Linked DNA regions of Mus musculus: region 2 is linked to region 1. A link is a contact called in public promoter capture Hi-C data. All regions are on one chromosome and are shown on one strand. Each heading gives the region's core, a stretch centred on a gene start, on an enhancer-like site or on the middle of the called end of the contact. The rest is flanking DNA. Distances are from core to core; before and after follow the strand shown.

Region 1 (7,133 bases), core at 2,456-4,955:
ACATCCGACTCTTTACTCCACTGTGAATCAACTCCTGGCTACTGTGTGTTCAGAAACAATCTCCTGCTGCCACAGTTCCCATGTCACAGTCAGTTAGAGCGCCTGCTGTGTAGAACTGTAACTACACTTAAGGAGCTATGTATAGAACACTGCAATTCCTCCCAGTTTCACTCTCTGTGTTTAGTTAGCTAAGTTAGCCACTGCTGAGAAACCTTACACAGAAAAATCTTCAAGTCACTCAATAGTTTTAAACTGTAGCTGTTCAAAGTGACACCTCACCTTATAGCTTATCTAATGTAAAGTATATGTCACCTTGTTAACTAGTGGTGTCCACACTGTGTGCTGCCTGCTCCCTAAGTGACTCAGCAGTGTCCACACTGTGTGCTGCCTGCCCCCTAAGTGACTCAGCAGTGTCCACACTGTGTGCTGCCTGCCCACTATGACTCTGTAGCTGCCTTGGTCACCAGATCCACATGGTGTCACACTGGTGCTTATACCTTGGTAATCCTACTTTATCAAACCTGATAGTAACACTGAAGATTCAGAATTGTCAATGAAAACATTAAAATGGCTTTCTTTCAACAATTCAGGTAGAGTTCTCATTTAATGAGGAAAGGGAAACATGAACTAAGATTGGTAAATCTACAGGAATAACAAATCCATAAACTTGTGAAGAAGAAAGAAGAAATGTGTGCTGGTTTTGAAGTCTTCACCACAAACTGCGAAAGTGACGGCTCAGCGCACAGTGACTGCTTAAGGGAAGATGGAACCAGCACTACCAGCATTACTGCATGAAGAGTTATTCATATGCTAGTTGATAACTGAATTTTGCTTTATTAAACCTGGTGAGCATATTAACAATAAATATATTAATAACAGGCAAGGAGACAACTATTTTCAAAGAAATGTTTCATCTTAAAATCCCAACTCAAGAGCCTTAACAGAACTCTAAATCAATCCAGGTGTGCACAGAGAGTTACAAAGCAGAAACAATCCCTTACTAACAGGTTGCAGGACCAACCTTTGGCAGCACTGAAAGCCCTGTGGCTGGGGTGAGGGCTGTCAGAGAGTGTGCACATATCCTCACACGCCTTCCAGTCTGTACAAAAGAACAAGTGTGAGCAGTCCACTACTGAAGTCTGACAGATAATCCGGAAACATGGACTAATGAGATGGCTTCACTCAGGTTTCCCAGTCTATGCCTGTCTTCCCACTGCCCAGCAGACCCAATTCACAGCGTCATCAGATGCTCAACTCAACACAACCTGCTCCTTTGAAACTACACAGATCATTTCCTACAGCAGAGATAGAGGGATGCACCTCCAGGAACTTCTGCTGGGAAGACAAGAGGCTACTTCTTCCCCTCCAACTTTTGTTTTGAAACTTTTCACACCTAAAATAAAAGTTAGGGGCAAAGAGGCACAATGAAATAGCTCGTTCATGTAGAACATCTGGATCATCCAGTCTCAATAGGAACAATAGTGCCCCCAATTGCTAATGCTCTGCCACTTTTGTGCCTCTCCTTACACTCATAATTCTTTTTGTTTGAACTATCTGGAAATGACTTTCCAGTGTCTTGACACTGCATTAGTATCAATAAGCACCATTTAAACATGTGAGCTTACATAATCACTACAATGTTCACACTGTAACAACTGTTTATATTCTTTTGTTAACATAACACTGTTCACCAGACCCAGGTCTGCAAATAGACAGTTTCATTTAACTGATATTTCCTTTTTGTTTGCTTTATAATAACTAAAATACTTCTACAAAAAGTTTCATGGTCAACTCTGTCTCATATTTTATGTTAGACGTCCAACCTGTTATATCGCTGATGAAATTATCTTCCAACACTAAAAAAAAAAAAATTAAAGTACATCTAGTGTGTATTGAGTCAGAGTACAGGAGCATGCAGCCTTTCCCACCCAGCTATGGAGACAGCACATAGTATCTGGAACTTGACAGCTGATACTTGCTGGAATTAAAATAACACAAGGGTAAGTGTTCTGGCTAAATCCCAGGTCCTGGATAGAAATTCAGTCAGCAGAATACTCCACCAAAACTAAACGAATTAGTCAGGCATGGGGCACAGATCTGTAATTTGAATGCTATGAAGGCAGAGAACCTCCACAAGTTTGAGACTAGCCTAATCTACACAGCAATTTCCAGGGGAAAGAGAAAAAATTAACTTCCATGTTATCTGGACGTGTAATGTACAAACAGAAAATTTCTGGAACGAACAAAAAAGTACACCAGTGGAGCCAGAAAGACAGGTAAATGGTTAAGAACTCTGGATACTCTCCCCAAAGACCCTGGTTCAAGTCCTAGCAATCACATGGCAGCTCACAACCAGCAGTAACTCTACGTCTGGGGGTGTCTAGTGCCCTCTTTTGACCTCTCTCTGTAGGCACCAGGCACACACATGGTACAAAATACTCATACACAGAAAATAAATCTAAAAATAAAAATAAAAAGAGCACAGAAGTGACTTGGGGTCAAGGGTTACTAGGGACTGAACCACAGAGCAAGGGCTCTGCCCCTGAGCTGCATCCCCAGCCTTCTTCTGGCTAATTTAAGTAAGGCAATGTCTCATACAGGCTGTGCAGGCTGGTCTGGAACTTGCCATCCACCTGCCCGAGTCCCCCACCCTCACCCCCCAGCTCAGATTATTGGCCTGCTCCACTAGGCCCAGCTCTTGACATCTTGTTTAAAAACTTTCTAAAATATGGCACTTGTGGGGATAAGGCAGGAAGACGATGTGCGCTGGAGGCCCGCGGGAGCTAAAGAATGAGTTCCAAGTCAGCCTGAGGAAGAAAGAGGCCCTGCCTTTAAAAAAGTTTTTAAAAAGATTTTCTTCGTATTATTTCATATAGACTAAAAGGAAAAAAAGATGACTTGGTTTATTTGTCATAATAAGATGCTTCCTGGAAAACAAACATATACTGGTCCCACCTTTCTCCATGCCCTGAAAGCCAGGTACTGATGCTCTGTGTTCAAGTCTGCCTTGTCAGGTAGTCAGACAGCAACAACACTGGAAATTACAGTGCCGCTGCAGAGCCAGAATGCAAGCTCCCCACACTCAAGTTATTCCTGAGTAATATGTATTGTAGTGGTACAATGTGTTATAGGGGTACAGCACTGTCATGTGTTACAGGGGTAGTGTTGCTGTCACCTCATGGCTGGAAACTGGCACAACAGTGTTGACCCTGTGTCTCATTACCACAACTCATGAAAATGCTAGTAAGCTAACACAAAACTACCTCAGACCCTCTACAGTTGGTGAAAGGGGGAATTATCTCTAAAAAAAACCCAAGACTATAAAACCTATGGCTTCGGGCTGGAGAGATGGCTCAGAGGTTACTGCTGCTCTTCCAGGGGGCCTGAGTTCAATTCCCAGCAACCACATGATGGCTCACAACCATCTCTAATGGAGTCTGATGCCCTCTTCTGGTGTGTCTGAAGACAGCTACAGTGTACTCACATATATAAAATAAATAAAATCTTTTTTTTAAACAAAGCTATGGTTTCATAAGCTTACCTTTCGGTGACCAATTTTAAGGATGCACACTGTAAGCTCTGCAGTGAGCAGTGGGGAGCACCTCTGATGCTCTATCACCAGGCAGGCAGGTAGCACACTCTCCACACACCTGTCTCTAAGGTGCAGAGACAGTTTGCACATTGTTGGAAGTGCAGGGCTGTGCTTACTAACTAAACACTCTTGCTTTGATGGCCTCTCTGACTAAGTGGTTTTCAGGGAAGGGTTGGCATGTGCATTCTGCAAAAGAAAACTCCCCAGAGATTTGGTCTCTCTCAGCCAACGATGACCAGAGCTTTAGGCAACCCAGCTTCATAACCAGTAAGCGACTTGTGTGCTATGAATTTTAAAAACACTGGAATTAACAGCTTGGTGACAGAGCATTCCAGGCTGGTCCTAGCAGTTTAACTGAGAAACTGCAGTTAGTGTCTTGTTCATCCAATTCTAGGCTGCATTTGATCGCACCTGGCCTTAGCTTATTTGTACAAGACTTCACTAGACAATTACTAAGAGTCAGTCAAAGCTCTTGTAAAAGCACATTCTTACTAATGTGTAAACGGTGTAGTTCCACACAAAGCACTGAACATCTGATACACAGACTTTAAAACAACAAACAAAAACTGGTTCTAGACACTGATCCTGGGTTTATTACTTACAATGAACCTACCACTGAGTAAAACCACCATCCCTTAACTTTGCTTTCAAGATCTTCACAGGCTGGGGGTATACAGCACTTGCTCAGCATATACAGAGCCTCAGACAGCAGAGTAAATGGAATCTTCTTTTTCAGGCTTTTGGTTCATGCTACCATAATGATGGATTTACGGCTGAGGTTCTTCTGAAACCTGACATACTAATAATCATGTTCTCTGCTAATAAAACAATCCAATATTATTACAAGGACAAGTCTAAGATTGTTTAAAGTTTGTCTGTAAAGTCCCGAGGTCAGGATGCCGATACTGATTAGACAGAGCTAGCTAGGATGACAGCCAACTTTTAAAGAGATATGAGTTCCTTTAAGTCCCCAAATCGAGTCTTCTGAGACTATCCACCACACAAAACTGTTGCTTGTAAAAATCAAATGAGACTTTTCCGTAAAAGGCCTAATGAGGCAGGACCTGCAGTGAGCATAGCTGTCTTACTACCTAACCTGGACTAGATTTCACAATCCTGCCTTCCTCTCTCTCTCCAACGGCACTCACTACATTAGCACGGCAGCAGTCTGCACTCCTACTACATCCCAGCACATCTTGGACCCCGAACACACTGTGCACCCCATTTTCATACCTTTGTCATGCCATTCTCTCTACCTCAATTTCTCCTATCAAATCCCTACCCATTCTCAAAATCCATACTCAAATTCCATTTGCCTTCAAAAGCACTTCAGACACCGGCTCTTCTGAGATTCCTGCTGCTTGCCAGCGGTACTCCAAAGGGAAGCGCACTACACAGCCTCACAAGGACATTTTAAGGAGCTATAAAAACAGTAAGAACTGGCTTTGGAGAAAATAGAATGCAGCAGCTTGAATACCAGAAATACACCAAAGAAATAATCCTTAGCTAGAAGCTAAACTTAAAATGAAGGAAGGGCAAAGACAACAATGTCTAGCAAACATAGGCATTGCTTCATGATTATCAGAGTTGATGAAGAAAAGGACAAAGATCTGGCTCCAAGCCCACGTGGGCTACAGTACACCCTGCTCAAAGAGACAGTATCATCCTTCATGGTTTATGATGGATACAGACTCAGGACCTGGGATCATCCTCAACTGCTGACACTGCTGGAGGGTCACCACAGCCTCAGCCTTCTAGCAATCATCTTTCTTGCCATGAAGAAAAGTTAGCTCTTGTTCTCTCTCTTTCTCTCTCTCTCTCTCTCTCTCTCTGTGTGTGTGTGTGTGTGTGTGTGTGTGTGTGTGTGTGTGTGTGTGAGCTTGGGAGGTTCAGGCAGGAGGATAATTAACTGGAGGACAGCCTAGTCTACACAGCAAATTCTGGAGCTAGAACCCTGGCCCACCCTGCTTGCTACACACATAAGTATGGACTCCCCAAGGAAAAGTATGGAAACATTAGGAAATCCCTGATTGAAGGAGAACTCAGACAGGGTGCTAATTTAGAAGCAGAAAGAATAAAGTAACAGTCTTCTTGCTGTTTTTAAATAAACTACAACACTAACTTTACCTTATGAACAAGAGCTTATCTACGCGTAGGGGATGAGGGGAGAAAGGTTATTAGTCAGTGCCTCACTTAGCACTGGGGCCTCTCATTCTCCACCCAGCACGTGAATCCATCCTCTTTTTCTTTTTCTTAATATTTATTTATTTTATTTATATGAGTACCCTGTAGCTGTCCTCAGACACACCAGAAGAGGGCATCGGATCCCATTATAGATGGTTGTGAGTCACCATATGGTTGCTGGGAATTGAACTCGGGGCCTCTGGAAGAGCAGTCAGGGCTCTTAACCACTGAGCCATGCCACAAATAGTTAAATAGTATTCAAGAAAAGTAGAATCTCTCTCAAAGTTGATTTTTCTCTCAAAAAAATTCATTATTTCTCAAATTACTTTTATGGAAAGATTCTAAAAATGCTTCTGCCATCTTTACATCCTTCAGTATTACCTCAGCCCCTTGTTTATCTACACCAAACACAACAGGATAAAAAAACCAAGATAATCTAATCAATAATCCTATTTAAATAAATTCCATTCATTAGCTAAAATGTAAAGGACTGCCATTTGAAGTGACAGAATGTTTATCACAGGTGAAGGAGTCAGCTGGGTAAGGGAGGCTGGCAGTGCTAATCCTGCCCACCACTGAAATCCTACCATCCAGTGGTCCCTTGTCAACAAGCCACAGTCACATTACAACACACGCTAGCAGACTGTGACAAAGCGTAATAATCCATTGTCTGTGTCCCCTTAGTCTAGGATTGCAAACATTTACAATTTTTAACAGAAAAGCCGTCGTCTTTTTTTTCCCCCCCAAGACAGGGTTTCTCTGTGTATCCCTGGCAGTCCTGGAACTCACTCTGTAGACCAGGCTGGCCTCAAACTCAGAAATCCGCCTGCCTCTGCCTCTGCTGGAATTAAAGGCGTGCGCCACCACTTCCTGGCCCCAGAAATAACCAGTACTCAACATTAAAATATAGAAGAAAAAATATCCAGATGCAAAACTGTTTAAATTTCTGAATAGGGCCGTAAGTTTCTGATTATAAAATTTTCTCTCAACTTCTTCTCACTGATTTTGACCCATTACTAAAGAGGCTGATTTTTTGCAGGGGAAGGGGGACGGAGGTCTGCCAAAAGATAAATACAGTGGCTACCTGCGCAAGGAGAAGAAGGAATGGGGTCAATACTGACTATCTGGGCACACTTTCTATGTGGAGAAACACTTTAATAAAGCCATGGCACAGTACACAGGCTTACTGGGACCGCACAATTGAGAAGAAAATTGTGTAAGTCACCTTGTCCACCTCTTGACCCCAAACAACTTCCTGCCAAACGGAACTCCATGACTAACAAAAAAATTGAGTCAAAGGAGAAGAAATACTTTGGGCATATTATATATTTCACAAAAAGACAGACCTGGGTAGTTT
Region 2 (7,133 bases), core at 3,114-5,613, 160 kb after region 1:
ATCACTACATTCACTTGGCAAATTCTCCCCAACACACGGGCTCAGTACTAGTGCAGCCACTGTGTTGGAAGAAAAAGAAAAATCTCTGTTGCTGTCTTATACTTGTGAGTAAAACCCCTTAAACTGGTCTACAATGCTGCCTGGCATTGTACATTAGGTCTAGGAAACTCACGTGTTTTCCTGGTGACCATTTTATAGCCTCTCATTTACCTTCAAAATGCCAGCCATTCTTCCCAAAGCCTTGCAGCCAGATGACAGACTTCGTCCTTTTTAGTGAAGAGGACTAATAACAGCGAGGGAGTGGTGCCTAGTCTCCTACTGTTGATGGCTGCCTGTATTTTGCGGCTGATCCTGTTGTAGGTACAGAACTGTGTCTTGCGGAGACGAGTCTCGCAATCCCTCCCTCTGTCCGATACAACCATGTGCTCTCAGTCTAGTCCGTCCTTCTCCTCTACCTGGGAAGCCACTCACTGCTAGCTCTGGATTTAAAGGAACAAACCTGCAGATGCTCTTCCCTTTGGCTGTGTTTTACAAAGAGCTACCTGGAGCCTCTGCTCAGTCTGTCACAGTTCCTCTGCCAGCATCTCAGATAACAAACGCCGCCACCACTGTCCTGCCAGCTGCTCTTGTTGATTCAACTCTCTGTGCCATGATTAGGACTCTAGCACTCTCTCTAGCTTGCCACCTTACCACAGAGCCCAGACTTACGGAATCTTTATTTTTAACAAAAGTGCTGAAAGGTTAAAGCCTTTTAATTACTATAAAAATAATTTAAAAAAATCACTACCTGTGTGCCTGGTTCTTGCTTCCTTATGACTAACAGTGCCCATTCTGTGTGGTGGTGAAGATAGCAAAGTCTATGAAACACGCAGGACGTGTGTGGGGAGTGTTTGGGCACAGCTTTAGCCCTTACAGAAGTGACAGAGTTACTCAGCTGCTACTATCAACACAGCTATCACAACATGCCTTTTTTCTCTAGGAATAGCTTTGGGCTGGCTAGTGCAGTCTGGATGCTTTCTTATTTGTTAAGGTCTGCATAGTAAAACCTAAAGGAAGAAGTAACTAACTAGCTAAAAGGTTCATTATGTTGCCAGGCTGGCCCCGCCCGCCTGGGTCTCACTACAAGCCTGCAGGCATATGCCCTTACATCCCACCCTCTCTTGGAAAAGGATCTTGGAAGAAACTAGAGGGTTAACATTCCCTCTACTCCTGTCACAGTAATGCAATCCTTTGAAGGTAGAGAGGCAAGACGGACTTTCTTCTCTAGGACAGCACTGGTTCTACTCTGTAAGGTGCTTGCAGAGTACAGTGATGCGGCTGGGTTTCCATGGCCGTGTGCCCAGGACAGCATAGCTTAAGTATGTACAAGTACAACCCGTCTGCTCCACTCGCAGAGTCTCAGGGCAAGTGGGAAGGAAGTGTTTAGGTTTCTCGGGTTTAAATTGTTCTGCATTCAGACATGAATACGATTACTAAAACACCAAGTATGTAGAAATGTAAACCATGCAGGTCTACCAGAACACTAATTTGTTAGTTTTCTGCCAGTTTATTCTGAAGATCCAAACTTAGCTTTGTGATGTTGCCTAACTTTAGAGTGGACCTAAATCTGAAGGATGACTGTGCAGGATCAACACTCTCTTGTTAAACTGTAAGTTCTGCTGTCTTTCCTTCACACGTCACTGCTCTTGCTCAATGGTTCTGTGAGTACCTGACTCCTTACTACAGTTCACTTTTATGGCCATTCATGCTGCAACCCAGTCCACACCTCCAGCCGCATTCCTTACCCACTAAACCACTGCTCTCACTAGAATCAAAGTATTGTCCATTACCCAAACTCCCTCGCTGCTTCTCTCATCTCTCCTGTATCCTGTCTGCCTGTAACATTTATCCGTGCCTTGTGCATCTATATGACTCTCACTAAAATAACTCCAGCTGGGAAACTCATCTGGAGTCAGCCGGGCCATAATTAGATGTCCTCACTGCACCCTGCTCCTTCTACCACTTTACGTGGCTGGTCTATCCATGGCAGATACTCTTAGATCCTACATACATTGTTAAAATGTCACCTTACATATAAGCTTCCCCAAGGCAAGTACCCTGGCTTGTTTGCTGATGTAAGTCCAGAATACATTTGCGACCTAAGGCAGGGATTCTATAAATATTTAATAGTTAAATGATTCAGTTATGTGCTTTATATATCATTTTGCTTTAAAGTATATTACCATATTCAAAATAATTATGTAAGGGGCGTGGGGTCTTCGGACTATTCCAAAATTAACAAACATGAATTAACTTACCTTTAAGAATAAAGTGTTAATGTAGCCATGTCTATCTTCCTCAACAAACAGCAAAAGTATTCAGTAGTAAGAGAGAGGTTAAGCCTCAGTATCTTTTTCAGGTAACATCATTTTGTGCTAGAAATGCTAAAGATGTTACCTCAGAAGTCTGATAATAACAAAAAAGGCAACTGTATGCAAGCTAACAGAATCTTTAACTGTTCTAGAAAATTTCATTCCTGCTGTTGGATTATACATAAAAAACTTAAATATTTAAAATTAAATTTCATTTATTTTCTGTGGTATGTGTGTATGTGCCATGGTGGGCATGTGGTGGGCATGTAGAGGTCATGTGGAGCTCAGAGGATACCTTTTAGGAGTTCTCTCCTTTTCCAAGTGGGTCCTGGGAATTGAACTCAGGTCATTAGGCTTGGTAGCAAGAGCCTTTACACACTGAGCCATGTCACCAGCCCTCACATATAAAAAAAATTTGACCGTCTTTCATCAGGACTTAAACAAATGATGTCTTTTGTTGTTGTTGTTAGTGAGCAGAGTAGAGTTTTAGTACAACAGGTGTCATGCTTGCTTCATTCAGTCCACTTCCCGCTGCCCTCCCTCCTGACCCTGCTGGCTGGCCTGGGAAGTGGACTCTCTTGCTTCGCTTCCCAGCTTGGTGTTGCAGTAACAGATCCATGCTGCGGTGTGTGCCCAGCCAGTGCTCCCCACTGAGCCTATTCCCCCTATCATGACTTTCACATAGAAAGGGAGACACTACCTTCCCAGTTGCTTCTGTAGGTCTAGCATATACTGGTAACACTGTGCATAGTAAGTCATCTGGGCTTCTACAAAGTCATTCAGACAGCGGAGATGATGGGCCTGCAATGGAAAAGTTACGGTCATTCTCAGAAGTTCAAGTGCTACAAGCCAAGGGGAACAAAGGCTAACACTGTCACAAGGGAGAATCAGCGGTGGCAACCTACTGTAAAGCTTATTACTGGGGTACTCCTATCAGACTTACTAAGATGAATTACTGGTGAACAATATGTTGACAAACTTTGTTTAGCCAATAGAAACCAGCAGGAAAATTTATGCAATGTGTAAAATGTGTGGTGAGATGTGAGAGAAAATGAACACATTTCTTCAGATCCTTGTAAACTCTCTTCAGCTTTCCTTGAGAGGTAAATGCCACAGGAAGCTCTCGCCTGCACATGCTCCTCCTTAGCTGCCTGGGGTTGTCTCAGCGTTTTTTTTTTTTTTTTTTTTTTTTTTTTTTTTTTGGGGCAATGATGTAACACTCACGTGTGTACTGCTGATTCCCTCAAGCAGGAGTCGGGTAATCTCTGCCTGACGATCAAATTCACTTTGAGTTATTCTCAATTCCTGTTCAGACTGAAATTATAACATACTGTTAGGCTCTCAATAGAAGACTCAGTCCACTTTACATATACCAAAATGAAAAAAAGAAAAGAAAGAAATTCCCAATATACTCCAAATTAGAGTCTGATGATACACCAACTCTTTTGTGTATGTCTTAACTGTTTTTGAGTTTCTAGACCTACCTGTGTCACCAAACACAACTGACACAACCCATCCTTTATCAGCACTCGACCCATGCCAAAGCATTAGTTGGACACATTATGACTGTCAAGATATCTTTGTACCTTTTCTAGTATTTTGCTGAATTGAGTATTTTACAAAATCATAAGAGTACCACATTTTATAAGTATAAAGCAGTATTATGTTTAAAACTCCAAATTATTACTGTGTGCTTTTCTTTGGCACTTTAACAGTAGTCTTCAAGTTCAAATAGAAGGTTAAAGAGTAAAGCCACAGGCTTCCCACCTCTGTGTTTCGTTACTCAACACTTGTTACTAAGACAGGCTCTTGGCTTCCTTCATGGGATTCTTGGTCCTATACCCTAACTTTCTTTTACGATTTCTCCCTAAGTTATGCATAATAGGGTTCAGTCATTAGCATCATTAAGATTGGAGTTTTTCTGCCAGTTAGAGTTGGTCTTGAGTACACCCTTTTCTTTTCAAAGGAAAAAGGAAGTGCTCTAACCTCCTGATCTACGTGATATAAATACCCTCACTGGGGCTTTTCTCCAGTTCCCAAGATGAAGTTGCTGACTTTGGAAATGAGAAGTAGTACTGACTTCTGTTTAGTGCTGGAACAAAACAGTTCACAGAGAAAGCAACAATATCTAAATATCCTAAATACTGGCATTACAGATCCAAAGTGGTTAGAAGTAGTTCGTAGTAAAGTGAGGAGGAAAAAAATAAATCTTCAGAGATTAATCCCACAACTGGAAATGACTGCAGGTGACAGATTCTACCATAAATAATCAATCATACGCAGACAATCAACACCATTCCCACATGTCATAAGGCAAGGTCAGACCGTCTCCTTCCATAGCCGTCTTTACCTTGGTGATCCTTGTAACAGAAGTGGCCCATGAACCAGTTAACAATCGAGTACAGGATCAGTTGCTCTAGGATCCTATCCAAGACCCTAACCCTAACCTTAACCCTTCTGCTCTCTCTCTCTGCTTCCTATGACAGATGGAAATGTGACCAGCTGGCTTCCTGCTCCTGTTGCCATGTCATGTCTTCCCTGCTATGACAGACTCTCCCTCTAGAACCCCAAGCCAATGTTAACTTTCTACTTCACGTTGCTTTTGGCCATGGTATTTTTATCTTGCTTTTATGGTTCAGCTTATATTCTCTCACACATTGTTTTGCCTTCTTTTCATGTCAGAGGTTCAAAAACAATGAGGAGCCAGGGTGGACCACAGTTATTGTACTGACAAACCACACAGCCAATAGTTCTAGAAACGATGCCTGGAACACACTGTAGAGTCTGTAGTTTTATACGTGATACCAGTAAGGCTTATCAAGCTATCTAAGTGTCTGAGGCCACAGTTCCCACGTGTCCTCTTTGCTAACACCCTCGTTTGGAATGCAGACTTTGGTAGGCCTGCAAGTAAATGGGGGGAGCCCATGACAAATGTCTGAAGACCCCAATAACATTCCAAGTCAATCTACACTACTATCATTTTCTTCTTTAAATTATTGAGTTATAACTTGATTTCCCAGCCAAGAGAAAGTAAAAGACAGTAACAGAGGCAGAAGGACAGCTGACCACAGGCAGAGGGACAGCTGACCACAGGCAGAAGGACAGCTGACCACAGGCAGAGAGACACTTTTACAAGCAACAGTATTACACTAAAGGGAAGGACGAAAATTAAAAGACCCAATTGTCACATAGTATAATGATGGATATCTGTAGTTATGAAGTTAACTATAAATAAAATATTTGCTATGCTGTATATATACAGCCTTAAACTACACATTTTATGGCTATTCCTACAAAAGTGACAGAAAAAGTCAGTTTGGTGCTCAAGAGACCACCATTAGTTTCCTCGAACCCAGGTCTCTGAAGACAAGGGGCCACAATATTTATTATCTTTACATTTAAGATATCATTGAAAAATAACTATCAATAAATAACTCAAGTACTTCACCTGTCTTCTAGGAAGGCACTGTATGAATAGCACTTGCTTAGCTCTTGTCTAGGACTCCTCATGTTGGCCTAATTCTAGTGCTGTACGGAACTGCTGTTAGTAGCACACTCGATAATTCCGTAATTCCCACGTTTGTAACACAGGTCACAGTGATGAGTGGCTCCAGGCCGGTGCTCATCTGCTCATCTAGTGTCTATTAACTCAATGACAATGACATTTGGTTCCTGATCCAGGCGTTTAAGGTTTACTTACTTTTGTCACTTCCTCTGCCCAAATCTAGCCAGCATTAAAAATTAGAGAGAAATATACAGCATGAAATAAAGTTGGAATTGAACATTTCCTACAACTTAGTACAGAAAAATGTGCTTTAATTTAAATGGCATATTCTCTCCCTTACAAACTAACACAGTAGTAATCTAAATCAGTATAGCTGAGTATATCATGAAGTCTGCCTTCTATATGTATCAACACTACCAACTTAACAATCATATAACTCTACAAATAAGAAAAGCAGCTTCCTCAAATGGAGAAATCTGACCTATCATAGAGAACCTACAGTCTCGTGCAAAATGAAAAGTCGGAACTATATGATTTCTAACTTCTCTTTGAGGAATAAATTCTAAAATTTTAGGAAGTAAAAAATAAATCAAGGATATATGGACACTGAATACTGATACAATGATATTTTGGGAGAAACAAGCACTTTGAAATATAATACATTTAAGATTGACAGTTAAATATCTTATTGTAAATAGACCAGAAACAGCTGTAATACAAATGTTTTTAATAAATTGAACAAAGTCTTGCTAATTGTTTAGGTATTTTTACCACGGACAAAAGGAAACCTATGATTTACATAAAATTAAAAAATGACTGGAATAGTCTCACCCTTCTCTGTTACCTACAGATAAGACAATGGAAATAAATAAATGCATTCTCTTGCTATCTAAAGAAAACTATAATTTTGCCAGGGCTTCAAAAACTAATAGGTAGAAGCAACAGTTAGTACCAAAACATCAGGTTTTTTTTTTCCTGCTTTTAGCTCAGTGCTAAAAGACTAAAAGTAATCAATCAAGGATCCATTAATTATTAAGTAAGTAGACTATTATTTCTTGCCACTTTTAGTGGGAATAATTTATTTAGAATATAATTTCAAAAAAAATTTTTGTGTGTCAGTATATGTACTCATTTGTGCGTGCAGGCGTGTATGTGTGCGTATGTGTATATGTGTGTTGGTGCAGAGATGTAGAGGGCAGAGATTGACTACGGAGAGTGACTTCCTTGATGCTCTTCGCCTTATTCTTGGGTTAGGTCTGTCACTGAAGCTGGCGCTT

The links. Capture Hi-C pulls out chosen DNA fragments and counts their contacts.
Region 2: a promoter capture Hi-C map of adipose tissue shows a contact between it and region 1. The contact joins two enhancer-like sites. A contact is called at or near these places in 1 of 15 datasets of contacts at CTCF or cohesin (the G1E-ER4 cell line), 4 of 484 Hi-C or Micro-C datasets (the G1E-ER4 cell line, adipose-derived mesenchymal stem cells, brown adipocytes and 1 more) and 3 of 9 other capture datasets (adipose tissue, liver and pancreatic islet).

What each region holds. Positions count from the first base shown.
Region 1 is chr3:144,537,261-144,544,393 of GRCm38.p6, forward strand. The region is part of intron 1 of Hs2st1 (heparan sulfate 2-O-sulfotransferase 1); the gene reads right to left. It overlaps Gm46829 (a long non-coding RNA gene), which reads right to left. Exons shown (of 2, transcript XR_001784021.2): 2 at 3,506-7,133. Among named protein-coding and RNA genes, the nearest start is that of Gm43560, 5.9 kb to the left of the region's middle. Within about 2 kb of position 3,706, at least 12 of the 459 cell types and tissues checked have an H3K27ac peak or open chromatin away from gene starts, as enhancers often do. A contact at or near this core is called in adipose tissue, where this site is marked.
Region 2 is chr3:144,693,803-144,700,935 of GRCm38.p6, forward strand. Sh3glb1 (SH3-domain GRB2-like B1 (endophilin)) reads right to left here. Exons shown (of 9, transcript NM_019464.3): 6 at 3,576-3,665; 7 at 3,052-3,152. Among named protein-coding and RNA genes, the nearest start is that of Sh3glb1, 23 kb to the right of the region's middle. Within about 2 kb of position 4,364, at least 60 of the 459 cell types and tissues checked have an H3K27ac peak or open chromatin away from gene starts, as enhancers often do. A contact at or near this core is called in adipose tissue, where this site is marked.